Linked DNA regions of Gossypium hirsutum: region 2 is linked to region 1. The links are chromatin contacts, called in public Hi-C maps. All regions are on one chromosome and are shown on one strand. Each heading gives the region's core, a stretch centred on a gene start, on an enhancer-like site or on the middle of the called end of the contact. The rest is flanking DNA. Distances are from core to core; before and after follow the strand shown.

The links. Hi-C and Micro-C count contacts between places; a contact is called where the count stands out from the background.
Region 2: a contact with region 1 is called in a Hi-C map of leaf, with 2.1 times the contacts expected there. The contact joins the promoter of LOC107920999 here to the enhancer-like site in region 1. A contact is called at or near these places in 2 of 34 Hi-C or Micro-C datasets (hypocotyl and leaf).

The regions. Positions count from the first base shown.
Region 1 is chrD01:52,710,494-52,713,496 of Gossypium_hirsutum_v2.1, forward strand. It overlaps LOC107921268 (actin-related protein 3), which reads left to right. Exons shown (of 8, transcript XM_016851142.2): 4 at 1,854-1,946; 5 at 2,102-2,221. Among protein-coding and RNA genes, the nearest start is that of LOC107921268, 5.3 kb to the left of the region's middle. Within about 2 kb of position 1,643, at least 2 of the 9 cell types and tissues checked have an H3K27ac peak or open chromatin away from gene starts, as enhancers often do. A contact at or near this core is called in hypocotyl and leaf, where this site is marked.
Region 2 is chrD01:52,848,168-52,851,148 of Gossypium_hirsutum_v2.1, forward strand. It overlaps LOC107920999 (photosystem II core complex proteins psbY, chloroplastic), which reads left to right and starts at 1,365. Exons shown (of 1, transcript XM_016850843.2): 1 at 1,365-2,602. The coding sequence starts at 1,868. The coding sequence ends at 2,473.

The DNA of each region.
Region 1 (3,003 bases), core at 393-2,892:
TAGGATGCAAGTCAGGTTGCTGTTGAATATCCTTGCAAATAGTGTGCAACCGTGGATCCAATAACTAGGAATCCAAAGCCTTCTACCACAACTCAGTCAGAACCATACTCCCTGTGTATTGAAAAAGTTGACCCTCCTGCTCCTTAGGCCTCCTCGATAAGGCATCAGCCGCTGCATTTTGGGACCCTTATTTATAAGACACCACAAAATCGTAGCCAAACATCTTGGTAACCCACTTCTGTTGATACAGAGTAATTGCCTACTTGTCAGTGAGGAACCATAAGCTTTAGTGATCAGTCCATATATGAAACCTTCTCCCTACAGAGTATGGATTCCATTTTTTTAACAGCCAAGAGGGTTGCTAACATCTCTTTTTCGTATATGGACATGGTTTGGTATCTAATGCCTAAGGTGTTGCTGAAGTATGGCAAAGGCTTCCCCTGCTGGTGTAAAACTGCCCCTACCCCTGCACCACTAGCATCCGTATCCACACAAAACTCTTTTTGAAAATTCGGTAGGGCCAACACTGGAGCAGTGCAAAAGGCTTGTTTGAGCCGATTAAAAGTTGTCTCAGCTTCTGCAGACCAGTTCCATTCCTTGTTTTTCTTCAACATGTAAGTGAGGGGTCTGGCTATAAGACCATATCCCTTGATGAACCTCCTATAGTAGTTCGATAACCCTAGGAACCCTCTCAACTCCTTAAGAGAACCAGGCTTAGGTCAATGCATCACACACTCGACCTTTGAGGGATCCATGGCTACTAATCCTTGAGAGATCAAATGTCCAAGGTACTTTATCTCCTGTACTCCAAAACTGCATTTGGATTTTTTTGCATACAACTGATGGACCCTTAGTTACTGCAAAACTGCCTTGAGGTGTGCCAGATGTTCGAGCCAAGTAGTAGAATATACTAGTATGTCATAAAAAAAATACTAGTACTGACCTTCTGAGAAAGGGCTTAAACACACTGTTCATCAAGGATTGAAATGTGGAGGGTGCATTAGTCAAGCCAAAAGGCATGACTAGGAACTCGTAGTGACCCTTGTGGGTCCTAAATGCAGTTTTGCACATACCCTCATCCTTCATTCTAATCTGATGGTAGCCAGAATGCAAGTCGAGATTAGAGAAGAAAGCAGCCTGACCAAGCTCATCGAGTAATTCTTCGATTACTGGAATTGGATACTTGTCTTTGACAGTCATCTGGTTCAATTTTCTGTAGTCTACACAGAGTCGCCAATTGCCATCTTTTTTTCTGACCATAACAATGGGAGATGCGAATGGATTGCTACTGTTCCTTGTGATCCAAGATCCTGTTGAAGTTGGTTGACATCCTTCTGAAGCCTAGTAGTGACCCTACAGCTTGCTATGAGAGCCGACTGAAGCTCTGATACTTTTGTTGCGAAAATTTCCAGTGAAGAAAAGAAGAGAGACGAGAAGAGAAACAGAAGAGAAATTGGGAGGAAGAAACGATTTGATTTGATCCAAAATACAATGAATATTTCCTTGCTTACACTGTTTTCCTTAAGTAGCTGAAAATGAACTAACGAACGGCCATTTAGTTATCACAGCTGTAGACTAACAGCTGTCAAAACTCACCGTTTTAGGTTTAATATAAAAGGCACCGTATTACTAATGGAAATGCACCGTTTCACTCAACACTAAAACTCACCGTTTTGAAGAAATGTTTCCCTCCCTACTTTTTAGCGGTTACAACTGAATTTTAAAACCACCGGCTATCCTATCCCTAGCAGTTTCTCCCGTAACAGCATGTATGTGAGCCCATCTTAGATTTGAGGATATGGAGATTGTAAAATAACTACTATTTAGTTATCATGAAATCTTGCCCTTTGCAGGAAAGAGGAGAGAAAATGCCACCTGAGGATTCATTTGAAGCAGCTCGGAAAGTGAAGGAGATGTACTGCTATACATGTTCTGACATTGTCAAGGTTGTTTTCTTTCATTGGATTGTGATTTTGGAAATATTTTGGGACAGCCATTAACCTCAGGATTCTTACTCCAGCTTTAGATGCTGTAATGAAGTTCCCAACTTCTGGCATTCAAACGGTAATCTGATAATAACTATTTTTTGTAATTTTTTTAGGAGTTCAACAAGCATGACAAAGAACCTGCCAAGTTCATCAAACAATGGAGGGGAATTAGACTGAAGACGGGGGCACCATACGCCTGTGATATTGGTTATGAACGATTTTTAGGTCCTGAGGTTTGTTACACTTTTTCCTTGCGAAGTCATTTCTAAGTTCAAGGTTACTGGAACTTTTGGAATTTCTTCATATTTAATAAGAATTTTTTTGTGGGGATGTCAGTGTTATATTAGCATGTTCCTTTTGGAGTATTTCAAGGACCCTGATTAACTAACTCTCTCAAATGGATAAATCTCTTGGCTATCTTATGAAGATTTTTCCCTTATATCAATGTCTAAGTACTGGGATGCTTGACCTTTTCCTTATCGTCAATAATTTAACTATGTTCATCCTAGAGGCTTGGTTTCCTGGAAGCTAACATTCATGCCTATTTTTAATTTGTCAAAGAGGACACTCCTGCTCTTTCTCTGATTTGCTTATCCTAAAAAATCTGTCTTTAATCAGAGAGAATATAGAGTATGCCTTAGCATGATCTTTCCAACAATATATATTTTCTTTGATGATTAAAGTCAGCTTGCATCGGTTCAAAAATAGCTGGGTGACTGGGTGTGCAAGTTTTTCTTGATTTCCCTGTATTTAGATTTCCTAATGACATGCTTTGGCATTTTCCAACTTCGATGATGCAACTAGGTATTTGATGATTTGCTTTATTTTTCAAGAAATGAAAATTGCTACTCGAAGATTGCTTGCTGCTGATGTTTTTTTCTTTTTTAATGGTTGGTTTGACAGGTTTTGTTTAGCCCCGAGATATATACCAGTGATTATATAACCCCTTTACCAGCTCTAATAGATAAGTGCATTCAGTCAGCACCAATTGACACAAGAAGAGCTTTATATAAGG
Region 2 (2,981 bases), core at 115-2,614, 140 kb after region 1:
CCGGGATTTCTTCCCTTTTTTTATTAAATATATCAATGTTTCATTAATTTTCATTCAATGAACATTCAAATCATATTCACATCAATAACAAACATTTCAAGAATTTAAGAATATAATTCAAGTTATACGAACTTACCTCGATACTTGTTCGTAAAAAAAATCTACTAATCCCAAACTTTTTCTTTTCCTCGATCTAGCTTCGTATTTGAATTTTCTGGATCTAAATAAATAAATTTAATCATTAATCTAATACATTTCATGTTCATATGTAACATTCTCTATAATTCCATTATTATTTATAGTTCATTCAAAGTTGTCTCATTGAGTCATAGTCACTAAATTATTTATATCTTGAGTTACGGAACTCCAAATTAAGATCCACTAATTTTCCCCGAAACTAGGCTCACATATCTTCTTACCATAAAATTTTCAGAATTTTTGGTTTAGCCAATAAGTACAGTTTATTCTTTAAAGTTTCCCCTGTTTCGCTGTTCGACAGTTCCGACCCCTCTTCACTAAAAATTAATTATCTCATTGTACAGAATTCGGATGATGTATTATTTTATTTTTAAATACTTTTCTTTGTTCCTTTAATGTTGATTCTTTAAATAAAATGATAAAAAAATATATTTTAAGTCAAGTGTACATGTTGACTGTTTTGAAATTTTGTTAAGTGAAATGTAAAGTAATACCCGAGATTTAGATTCGGTAATTCGGGTTGGGTTAAGGGTGTTACACACATAGAGACAGAAGTTCTATTTTGTTAATTTATGAATTGTTTTAGTGCATAATTTGTGCAAGTAAATTAGTAAATTGGATTATTCATTGGTTTACAACTAAGGTTTCAAAGGGAAATAGTTTCTGAGAGTGTGATCTAGTTTGAAGTATAGAAGTGAGGTTGCAAGTTAGTTTATGACTTGAACTTAAACTACGATTTGTACTTTATTAATTTATATTGGGTCACTCTCTAGGTAAGATCTCATAGATGTAAGAAGTTTTCAAATTACATAAACAATTGTGTTGTCCATCTCTATTTTATAACTATACTAACTTTGTCCAATTGTAACCGAACGAATATTGAAAAACAAAATCAGTGATTCACACATAATATACTATTTTTAAAAAAATGAATTTTCAAGTAAGAAAAACAAAATTTTCAAGTCAATCCATAAACATATCTACCAACATCATGTTTAATTTTTTTTTAAACAGTCTTCCATGAAATTTTTTATTAAATTTGCTTGCACGAACATCAAACGTATTATATTATACATATTTATCCTATGAAGAATAAATTACACTTCTATAATATACAAAAGGTACCTAAATACTTTTAATAGTTTGAGCCTTGTGGTTTCCAAAAAGTTTAAGGTATCAACGTATTAACCTCGAAACAAAGAGGAAGACTTTGAAAACAAAAAGAGGGAGACAGAGAGAGCAGCCCAAAGAATGGACTTCAGCTTTGCAAGGTGGGCCTTTGGGCTTCATTATGTATTTGAGCCTCTGGACATGGTTTTCATCAAACAATATAAGCTGGTGAAGTGCAGATAGATATTATGTGAAATGAACGGCTTAATGTTAACAAATTGACCTTAAGAATATGCCATTGGTGGCGATAAGAAAATTGTGGTGGGGTATCCAACATGAGGTCCATATCTCACACATCATATCATCTGGATAAGAGTAGAATCCAGAGACCTTCATTTTATTGGACATTATTTGATTTGCTTCACATTAAATCTTATATCCCAAAACCCAAATCCTCAGCCAGAGGCAATTGAAACTCCATTTCTCTGCCACAAAAAGCTCCCCCGCCCCAACTCCCCTGGGATCAACAGCACAATTCTAAACCCAAAAACATAAAAAAATGGCAGCAAGTGTAGCAACAATGGCGATGCTCAATGCAAAATGCCTAAGCATCAGCTCAACTAAGATGAGCAGCCCAACAAAGCCAACCCCAAAGCCCTTCTCCCTTCTCTCCATGCAGAACCTCCCCAAAGGCCTCACCATCTCAAAACCGGCCAACAACTCAAACCTACCGTCTTCACTCGCTGGCAGCGCCATTGCTGGAGCTATCTTCTCAACCTTGAGCTCATGTGACCCCGCCTTAGCTGCACAACAGATTGCTGAAATAGCTGAAGGAGACAACCGTGGGCTAGCTCTATTGCTTCCCATAATCCCAGCGATCGCTTGGGTCCTCTTCAACATCCTCCAGCCAGCACTTAACCAGCTGAACCGAATGAGGAGCTCCAAAGGGGTTATCATAGGGCTAGGGCTCGGAGGATTGGCTGCATCAGGGTTCATGTCAACACCGGAAGCATCGGCCAGTGAGATAGCTATGGTAGCTGATGCTGCATCTAGTGACAATAGGGGTACCCTTCTCCTCTTCGTTGTAGCACCAGCTCTTCTTTGGGTGGCCTACAACATTCTGCAACCGGCTTTGAACCAGCTTAATAGGATGAGATCTCAGTGAGATTGTGGATCTTGTATGGGGTGTAATGGCATGTAAATTACCTGTAATTGCACCTTATGTTAATGAAGCTTTCTCGTTATTTACTTTAAACAAAAAATAACAAATTTTCCTTGGTTATAGTTCCATTAATTTCATCCCTTATAATCTATATATTCGTATTATTATATTTATGTCATTTTTTAATATAATTGTATTATCGAAGTTAATATAATTTTAAGCTTTTACATAAAATTTGATACAATAGTATATCTATACATTTCTATTATTGTTTTAATTTTTTTTTAATATTATATATATGTGGTAACAGAAGAGAGCTAAGCTCTGGCAAACATCAGATTACACAGTGCAGTTTCCCCTTGACTTAGAGGAATATCGAGCAGCTCTGACGGGGGATGATTGTATCTATATAGTCAGACAGAGTGTTAATTTGATCAGCCGCCCGGTTTGCTTTCCGGTAAATATGGCCAAAACTACTTTTCAAATTGACCCTCCCCTCAGGTGGAGATTC